Linked DNA regions of Macaca mulatta: all the other regions are linked to region 2. The links are chromatin contacts, called in public Hi-C maps. All regions are on one chromosome and are shown on one strand. The core of a region is the stretch at or near the end of the contact, and the rest is flanking DNA. Distances in the headings are between cores, read along the strand shown. Region 1 overlaps JMJD1C (jumonji domain containing 1C). Region 2 holds the start of LOC144331400. Region 3 overlaps JMJD1C (jumonji domain containing 1C).

The links. A called contact is a pair of places that touch in the nucleus more often than the background predicts.
Region 1: a Hi-C map of blood shows a contact between it and region 2, with 2.6 times the contacts expected there. The contact joins the enhancer-like site here to the promoter of LOC144331400 in region 2. A contact is called at or near these places in 2 of 14 Hi-C or Micro-C datasets (blood and fetal cortical plate).
Region 3: a Hi-C map of fetal cortical plate shows a contact between it and region 2, with 2.4 times the contacts expected there. The contact joins the enhancer-like site here to the promoter of LOC144331400 in region 2. A contact is called at or near these places in 4 of 14 Hi-C or Micro-C datasets (CD4 T cells, fetal cortex germinal zone, fetal cortical plate and 1 more).

Annotation. Positions count from the first base shown.
Region 1 is chr9:86,548,275-86,551,341 of T2T-MMU8v2.0, forward strand. All of the region lies in intron 4 of JMJD1C (jumonji domain containing 1C), which reads left to right. Among named protein-coding and RNA genes, the nearest start is that of MIR1296, 120 kb to the left of the region's middle. Within about 2 kb of position 1,262, at least 10 of the 40 cell types and tissues checked have an H3K27ac peak or open chromatin away from gene starts, as enhancers often do. A contact at or near this core is called in blood and fetal cortical plate, where this site is marked.
Region 2 is chr9:86,162,343-86,165,358 of T2T-MMU8v2.0, forward strand. LOC144331400 reads left to right here and starts at 1,582. Exons shown (of 2, transcript XM_077947934.1): 1 at 1,582-3,016. The coding sequence starts at 2,217.
Region 3 is chr9:86,597,503-86,600,537 of T2T-MMU8v2.0, forward strand. It overlaps JMJD1C (jumonji domain containing 1C), which reads left to right. Exons shown (of 26, transcript XM_077946712.1): 9 at 62-234; 10 at 495-2,698. Among named protein-coding and RNA genes, the nearest start is that of NRBF2, 78 kb to the right of the region's middle. Within about 2 kb of position 1,784, at least 12 of the 40 cell types and tissues checked have an H3K27ac peak or open chromatin away from gene starts, as enhancers often do. A contact at or near this core is called in fetal cortical plate, where this site is marked.

The DNA.
Region 1 (3,067 bases), core at 12-2,511, 390 kb after region 2:
AGCCTTTTCTGGTCAACTGGTCAACATTAAACGAATCAAGCCCTAATTATTTTAGTCTTTAGGATAAGAGTCATTCAACTAAAGCTATGTTTATCTTAAAAGAACTTTTCAGTTAGGGTGCCAGATGCAAATCAAATGTTCTGCAGAACTGGAAAACCAGGATCATTTGGATTAATAGTACTTACTCAGCACTTGCTACTCTCTTCTTTTTTTTTTTTTTTGAGATGAAGTCTCACTCTGTCACCCAGGCTGGAGTGATCTCGGCTCACTGCAACCTCCATCTCCTTGGTTCAAGTGATTCTCCCACATCAGCCTCCTCAGTAGCTGGAACTACAGGTGCGAGCCACCACGCCCGGCTAATTTTTTGTATTTTTAGTAGAGACAGGGTTTCACCAATGTTGGCCAGGATGGTCTCAAACTCCTAACTCAAGTAATCCTCCCACCTCGGCCTCCCAATGTGTTGGGATTATAGGTGTGAGCCACTGCGCCTGGCTACTCTTTTTCTATATCTGTTTCTGGATTATATTTTGACAGGCGTCGAACACGTTCCTAGTTACTCCATGAGTTTTCATATGCATCTCCCTTTTCCGTTGTACTTTGCCTTCATTTTAACATTTGATTAAAATTTAGAGGTGCCTTGTTGACGTAAAATGAGAACAATTGTAGCATATATACTGTGCTGAAAGTATTAAAAATACATAACTGTTAACTGACTACTGGTAGATCATTGACTTGGTAGGATGAGCATCCATGGGCAGGCATAGCCTGGGGGTGGTCTAGGAGATGAGGCCAGAACAGGAAACAGCTATTTTGTAATATTTGGCTTTATTCCATTTCAAGTCAAAAGTGACAGCTTGCAGTAGTAGAACTAAGCTGAAGCCTCGATAGTAGGATGGACAAGAAAAGAGGAACCAGCAGCTAAAGCAGAGTGTGAATATACTTCCTTGTTTTTTAAAAATTATTTTTAATATAAAGTTGCTTTATCATGTTTTAATATTCAGTAATTTTGCTCTGTATTCTATTTAAATATTCCATTACCTACCTATATTATTTTATATAGCTGTGATTTCAAAAATAGTAATGAAACATGCTTATTAAGGTCCCATAAATTACCCCCGTACATATCTGTTGCTATTTTAAAAAGGAGCTCTTCATTTGTAAAAATTGGTTGCAAAACTTGATGTGTTGAAAATGTATCCTCAGAGTTCGGGAACATGTTATTTTGACTGAAATTTGGCCCAAGCATGAGCTATTCTGCAATATTCAGATTAAAAACATTTATAAGTCACGGCAGTAGTTCTTTCCCGGTCCGAAATCTGCTGTGATCATATGCTGAAAAATCTGCCAGTCTCCTTTTAAATTTTCATAGCTGCTGCTATGAATTTAAAGTATGTGAAATTATGCTTGTAGACTCTAAGCCATCACTAGTTGCCATTGAGAAAGATTTTCTGGTTTCTTTTTTCCAATCAAAATAAGATCATAGGATTGATTTATTCTTTTTCTTAATTGCATAATCTTACTGAAACATGGTCATATTTAAAATCTCAGTTTTGTTCCTCAGTATAATAGTAATATTTTATTAGGATTAGAATTTAATTAGGATTAGAATATTTTCATGTGCATTATTTTATTTCTGATGTTAGCTTTATGAAGAAAATGATTGTATTATTTTGTGTAATGCTTTCAGGATACATATTAATTTATTAATCCACTCAACTCTTTGAGAAGTCTAACTTACAAATGAGAAGGAAGCAAAATAGAAACTATGTAAAGTAGACTAAATTTTAAAAGGGTGTGATTATTGTGATGATACAGCAGGCACTGTCATGGTACATCCACAGCAAGAAACTACAGCTGAACTTTACTCAGACTGGAAATGGGAACTAGAAAGTCGGGAACTCAAGTCACATATTCCCTTTTCTCCCCGCCCCAGAATCTCCTTTTTTTGACGGGTTTATTCTCCTAACTCATAGGTATTGCTTCTCATAACACTAGTTTTCATTTGACTTATGTGTGTCAGTATCAATTCACCTACCTGTCCTCGCTCCTTTACAAGACCTTTTAGATCTAATATTTATGTTTTCTACTAAAATTACAGATGGCATAGGGGAATGAAACGTTGAAAAGAAGAAATAAATATAAGGAAGAGAATATGTGGTAGTAATTTTCTATGGTAGGCGGAGAAAGTGATGTTTAGCTCAGCTGTGACTTGGCATCTAGGTTCACACAGCTTGTGATAGTCAGAAAAGAACCTGGGTTGGGTGTGGTGGCTCACACCTGTAATCCTAGCACTTTGGGAGGTCGGGGTGGGAGGATTGCTTGAGCCCAGGAATTTGAGACTGGGTAACATGGGAGAACCCCTGTCTACAACAAAATAAAATTAGCTGGGCATGGTAGTGCACCTGTGTAGTCCCAGCTACTGGGGAGGCTAAGGCAGGAGGATCGCCTGAGCCCAGGAGGTTTAGGCTGCAGTGAGCCATGATCTCACCACTGCACTTGAGCCTCGGTGACAGAGGGAGACCCTATCTCATGAAAAAAGAGGGGAGCTGTGCAGCATAGTGGTACACACCTGTAATCTCAGCACTTTGGGAGGCTCAGGCAGGTGGATCACTTGAGCTCAGGAGCTTGAGACCAACCTGAGCAGCGTGGCAAAACTCCGTCTCTACCAGTACCAAAAACAAAACAAAACAAAAAACAAACAGAGAAAACTTTTGCTGGGCACCTGTAGTCCCAACTACTTAGGAGGCAGGGATGAGAGGATTGCTTGAGCCCAGGAGGTCAAGGCTGCAATGAGCTGAGATCCTGCCATTGCAGTCTAGCCTGGGTGACAAAGTTAAGACTCTTGTTTTTTAAAAAAAAAAAAAAAAGAAAAAGAAGAAAGAAAAAAAACTTGAACTCAAAGTTTTAGATTATAAGATATTATTTCTGTTACACTGCCTGCCTTTGTGAGCCATCCAGTGGGAAGTGTCTCCTATTTACATATCATTCTCTTTCGTGTGGCACTTTATTATTCTTATAGTTAGTATCTTTCCTAAATAAAAGACTAAGTTTTTCCTGAATTTTATTG
Region 2 (3,016 bases), core at 332-2,831:
AGGTGTGAGCCACCACACTTGGCCATGATATTTTGTCAAGCCCAAAGCCTCTCAAAGTCCTTCCCTTCCTGGTCAGGGCTCTGGAATACACAGAAAATACCCCTTGGACACAGCTACCTTTGAAACCAAAGAGTTTGAGTGTAGGAAGGAAGAACCAGTCCAACCCTTCTTTAACTTTAAAGCAAAGGAAGCTGAGCCTGAAAAATTTAAAAGACTCCTATAGTTTCAGCAGCTCCCCTCTATACACAATAGCCCTGACCTTTTCAGAATTGCACTTTCTGTGCATCTAATATATTTTTGAGTTCCCAAATTTTCACTTAATACAGAGGTTGCCTTGATCAGATTCTTCTAAAATTCCAAAGGAAGAAGGGGCTCTGCAGAAAAAGAGATGTTTTCAGCATACATCTGTAATACCTTATCATCACCCTAGTGAAATATTCTGAAAGAACGAATCATCTTCTTTGGGAAGAGGTTATAATGGGAAACCCAGAAGTCAAATCCATGTTTTAAAAGGCTTTCACAGTATGATGAAAGACTATGTGTGCATCACTATCATTTCATCCAATTTCCTCTAGTTAGACTGAAAACTCTGCCAGGGGAAGGACTGGAGATGTGCCTAGAGTGTTGTGGGTTTTATTCATTCAACCAGTGTATTAAAACTCATACTCCTTTTAAAAAAGGATCTCTGGAGGCTACCTAGTTACCATTGCCCACACCTTTCATTTTGGTGGTAAACAGTCTACTCACATTGATAATGACAATTATGTCCTTCCTATGCATCAAACTTTGTGTTAAGCACTTGATTTGTACTATCATTAATCCTTAACCCTTACACCACCCCTATGCTACTCTAAAATGTACAGTTACATTTTAGAAATAATGAAGCTTGCCAGGCATGGTGGCTCACGCCTGTAATCCCAACACTTTGGGAGGCTGAGCTGGGAGGAATGCTTGAGGCTAGGAGTTTCAGGCGAGCCTGGGCAACACAGTGAGACTCCCTATCTCTAAAAAACAAAAATAAAAAATTAACCAGGTGTGGTGGCATGCGACTGTAACCCTAGCTCGTTGGAAGGCTGAGGCCAGAGGATAGTCTGAGCCCAGGAGTTTGAGACTGCAACGAGCTAGGATCGTGCCATTGTACTTTAGCCTGGGCAACACAGTGAGACCCTGTCTCTAAGCAGCACCAGGGGCATAAGAGATTGAGTAATTTGCCACGAGTCACAGAAGTAGGCAATGGAAGAGTTCATATTTGAAAACTAACCGCAGGCATTTAATACCCTATTTTCTTTTGATTCTCAGTGAAGCCTGGCAGTCTTTGGGAGAGGAAACCCCAAGGCTTGTTCACAGTTTCAGCTGGTGAATAAGGTGGGACCCATTCATGCACTTCGCCCCCAACGGGAGATTTGCCATAAATTGAAGACTCTGAATAGTCACTGGGTTTGGAAGAGAGTATGCGTCAACTGGGACCATCCAATGAAAAAGGACCAACATCATTTAACATAATTTTCTTGTTGGTTATGATTTTTTTCTCTAAGGATATTTTCCCCCCTCTGGTTTTCTAAATTGTCACAAAACATTTGCGCAACGACCTGGGGTGTTATGACACCCTTAAATGAAAATCTGAGGACAGCTTGGATGAAGGACAACTTTTAAGTAAGAACACAGTCCGCCCTCGCCTTGGTTAAACAAATCGAATGGAAACGATTTGTTCAAGATGGGAGCATCCAATAAACGCAAGCTCTTCGAAACAGCCCTGATTCCCTGGCAAACGCTGTTGCTTAGCGAAACGTCAAAACCCCTACGTGCAAACAAACGTCTGAGGGGCGCCCCCGCCCTGCGCAGGCTTCTCCAGGCAGCTCGGGCTTTGGAGAACGTCTGGAGGACATTGGTAGCTCCTCCCTCTCCGGTTAAAGACTTGGGTAGGGGATCGAGGATCTCCGAGTCGGGTCATCTGGGCTGACCCGCATCCCGACTCCCAGGACTATGCAGGGGAGCTGGGGGGCGAGTCGCTCCGCGCCAGGAAACGCCTGCGTCTCAGCGCAGGAACAGAGGCGAGAAGCAGAGGGGAGCCCTGCCCTCGTTCCAGACCTGGAGCAGTGCGCCCCTCCCCCGCCCCGGAAACATCCCCGCCGCCCCTCCCTCCACCACCACCTCCCGGGGACCTAGGTTATAAAATCCCACGCAGTGGGGCGGGCACGGTGACGGCGGTTGGGGGGATGGCGCAAGCCGCCACCGCCCACTGGCACGGCACCAGCGCCCTCCAGCACCCAACCGCCGCCTTCCTCTCCCCGGCGAGGCTCCAGGTTCCCTCCCGTCAGCCCAGCCCCCCAGCGCGGCTCCTGCCTCACTGCACCCACCCGCCCTGCACCACAACCTCCCAGCTCGGCCCTGGAGAGCGCCCCCCCGCATCTGGACTCCCGCTGTCCGAGGGAGGAGCCGCGCCGCGGCCGCCCCGCCCTTGGCGTTCTTTGATTCTCCCGGCCTCTGGGACATCTGGGTGCCGAGGGTTACGTGCATCAGATGTGGCTCCTGGGCCGCCAGATGTGCGCGTTCCCTGCCCGGGGCAGGCGGCCGGCGAGTCTGGGCGGACGCGTGGGAGGGGCTGGGAGTTTTCCCTCCTAGCTGACTTAAAAGCCAGCAGAACCTCAAGCCCCCTAGGCTCCCGGGGGGGAGCCTGGGCCTCCTGGCTCTCCGGGACTCACTGCCCAAAGGAAAAGTTTCCAGCCCAGTCTGTGCCTCGCCGCCGAGCAGCCCTTGGGGCTTCTCAAAGTGGTAGAGAAAATAGGGCAGTTCTACAGGATGCCCCAAAGAAAACCCTCATATGTCGACCAGCGGACCTTAGTGCTGGCGTGGGACTACAGCTGCGTAGCCAGCAAACCCCAGGTGGGGGAGGGGGAGAAGTGGCGGTAGAGTTCGCATCTGGGGCTTGCTCTAAAGCGCTCTTTGACCGCTTTTGGATTCCATATTTGAAGTTGAGAGTCGTATTCCACCTGGTACAGGCAGTTCAGGGCACGAG
Region 3 (3,035 bases), core at 534-3,033, 440 kb after region 2:
GGTGTTTAGCTTTTTCTAGTAACTGAAATCTAGGTTTTTTGTTTTGTTTTGTTTTTAATAGAATTCTCCCAGTCCTTGGCTACATCAGCCCACCCCTGTGACCTCAGCAGATGGTATTGGATTACTTAGTCACATTCCTGTCAGACCTTCCAGTGCAGAGCCTCATCGGCCTCTTAAAATTACAGCCCATTCCAGTCCACCACTGACAAAAACTTTAGTAGATCATCATAAGGAGTAAGTTCACCAATGCTTAAAAATTATAAATACCTTGTTCATAATTTTTCTTAATTCGCCTTTTAAACAGTTAATTTTAAGTTAACACATATCTTAAGATTAGGCTTGTTCTGTTTTGATATTTCTTCAAATTTGTTATAATAATAGAGTACATGCAAAGATGTCTTTTACTTTCATAGTAGAATGATATTGCATAGAAGCTATCTTTGTATTTTGCAAGAAAAAGTGGTTACAGAAATATTTGTGTATTTTCTTTGCAGAGAATTAGAAAGGAAAGCTTTTATGGAACCATTACGGTCTGTTGCATCCACGTCAGCAAAAAATGACCTGGATCTAAATAGGTCACAGACTGGAAAAGATTGTCACTTACATAGGCATTTTGTGGATCCAGTATTAAATCAATTACAGAGACCACCCCAGGAGACTGGAGAGAGATTAAACAAATACAAAGAGGAACACCGTCGAATTCTTCAAGAAAGTATTGATGTTGCTCCCTTTACAACTAAAATCAAGGGACTTGAGGGTGAGAGAGAGAATTATTCCAGAGTGGCATCATCATCGTCCAGTCCTAAAAGCCATGCCATCAAACAAGATATGGATGTAGAACGCTCAGTATCAGATCTTTATAAAATGAAGCACTCAGTGCCTCAGAGTTTACCCCAAAGTAACTATTTCACTACATTGTCTAATAGTGTGGTCAATGAACCACCAAGATCATACCCATCCAAAGAAATTTCAAATATTTATGGTGATAAACAGAGTAATGCCCTTGCAGCAGCAGCAGCTAATCCTCAAACTCTGACTTCATTTATAACATCTCTTTCAAAGCCTCCACCTTTGATTAAACACCAACCAGAAAGTGAAGGTTTAGTAGGCAAGATACCAGAACATCTTCCTCATCAGATTGCATCTCACTCAGTAACAGCCTTCAGAAATGACTGTAGGAGTCCTACCCATTTGACAATTTCTTCTACAAATACACTCCGCAGTATGCCTGCATTACATAGAGCACCAGTATTTCACCCACCAATCCATCACAGCCTGGAAAGAAAGGAAGGCAGCTATAGTAGCCTTTCCCCTCCAACTTTAACTCCTGTGATGCCAGTAAATGCTGGTGGTAAAATTCAAGAGTCACAGAAGCCTCCAACTCTAATACCCGAGCCAAAAGACTCTCAGGCAAATTTTAAGAGTTCTTCAGAACAGAGTTTGACAGAGATGTGGAGACCTAATAATAACTTCAGCAAAGAGAAAACCGAATGGCATGTGGAGAAAAGCAGCGGAAAGTTACAGGCTGCTATGGCATCTGTCATTGTGCGTCCGTCTTCTAGTACAAAAACTGATAGTATGCCAGCAGTGCAGTTAGCTTCTAAAGATCGAGTTAGTGAAAGATCTTCAGCTGGGGCACATAAAACAGATTGCCTCAAACTAGCAGAAGCCGGAGAAACTGGAAGAATCATTTTGCCAAATGTGAATTCAGACAGTGTTCACACAAAATCTGAAAAAAACTTTCAGGCTGTCTCACAGGGCAGTGTTCCCAGTTCAGTCATGTCTGTAAATACAATGTGTAATACCAAAACGGATGTAATCACATCTGCTGCCGATACTACCAGTGTTTCCAGCTGGGGTGGTTCAGAAGCAATTTCTTCTTTATCAAATACCATTTTGGCCTCTACATCATCAGAATGTACATCTTCAAAAAGTGTCAGTCAGCCAGTGGCTCAAAAACAAGAATGCAAGGTCAGCACCACAGCACCAGTTACGTTAGCCAGTAGTAAGACAGGAAGTGTTGTTCAACCCAGTTCTGGGTTCTCAGGCACAACTGATTTTATCCATTTAAAAAAGCACAAGGCAGCATTGGCTGCAGCTCAGTATAAAAGTAGTAATGTCAGTGAGACTGAACCTAATGCTATAAAAAGTCAGACACTTTCAGCCTCCCTTCCTCTTGATAGCACTGTAATCTGTAGTACAATTAACAAAGCAAACTCTGTAGGAAATGGGCAAGCTTCCCAGACAAGTCAACCAAACTACCATACTAAACTGAAAAAGGCCTGGCTCACCAGACATTCAGAAGAAGATAAAAATACTAATAAAATGGAAAATTCAGGGAATTCTGTATCAGAAATTATTAAGCCATGTTCTGTCAATTTAATAGCCTCTACATCTAGTGATATACAAAATAGTGTAGATAGTAAGATCATAGTTGATAAATATGTAAAAGATGATAAAGTCAATAGGAGAAAAGCCAAAAGAACTTATGAATCTGGCTCTGAAAGTGGAGACTCAGATGAAAGTGAAAGCAAGTCAGAGCAAAGGACTAAAAGACAACCTAAGCCAACTTACAAAAAGAAGCAAAATGATTTGCAGAAGAGAAAAGGTGAAATAGAAGAAGATTTGAAACCCAATGGAGTTCTCAGCAGGAGTGCCAAAGAAAAAAGTAAACTGAAGTTGCAAAGCAACAGTAATAGTAAGTCAGTTACTTTGTTTTATCTCAGGTAAAATGGGCTGAATGTTTTAGCTGAATTAGTGTGCTTCTTTAAAGATCAGTGAGCTTAAAGGCATCCTTTGTCTTCATTTGCATGCCTTACCTTTATGTGTATGCTCATTGATCTCGTTTCTACATTTCACAAACATTTCCCCTTTAAGAGGAAATGAGAGAACACTTATTCCTCCATTTTTAAAAGACTTGTAGAAATATATGTTTTACCTGACAGTCATTGTAGGTAATTTGCATAACTCAGCATGGAATTTAGTAGTTATTCGTATTTTGGCCATTTTTAAGAATTGTCAAAATGCAGTTATGG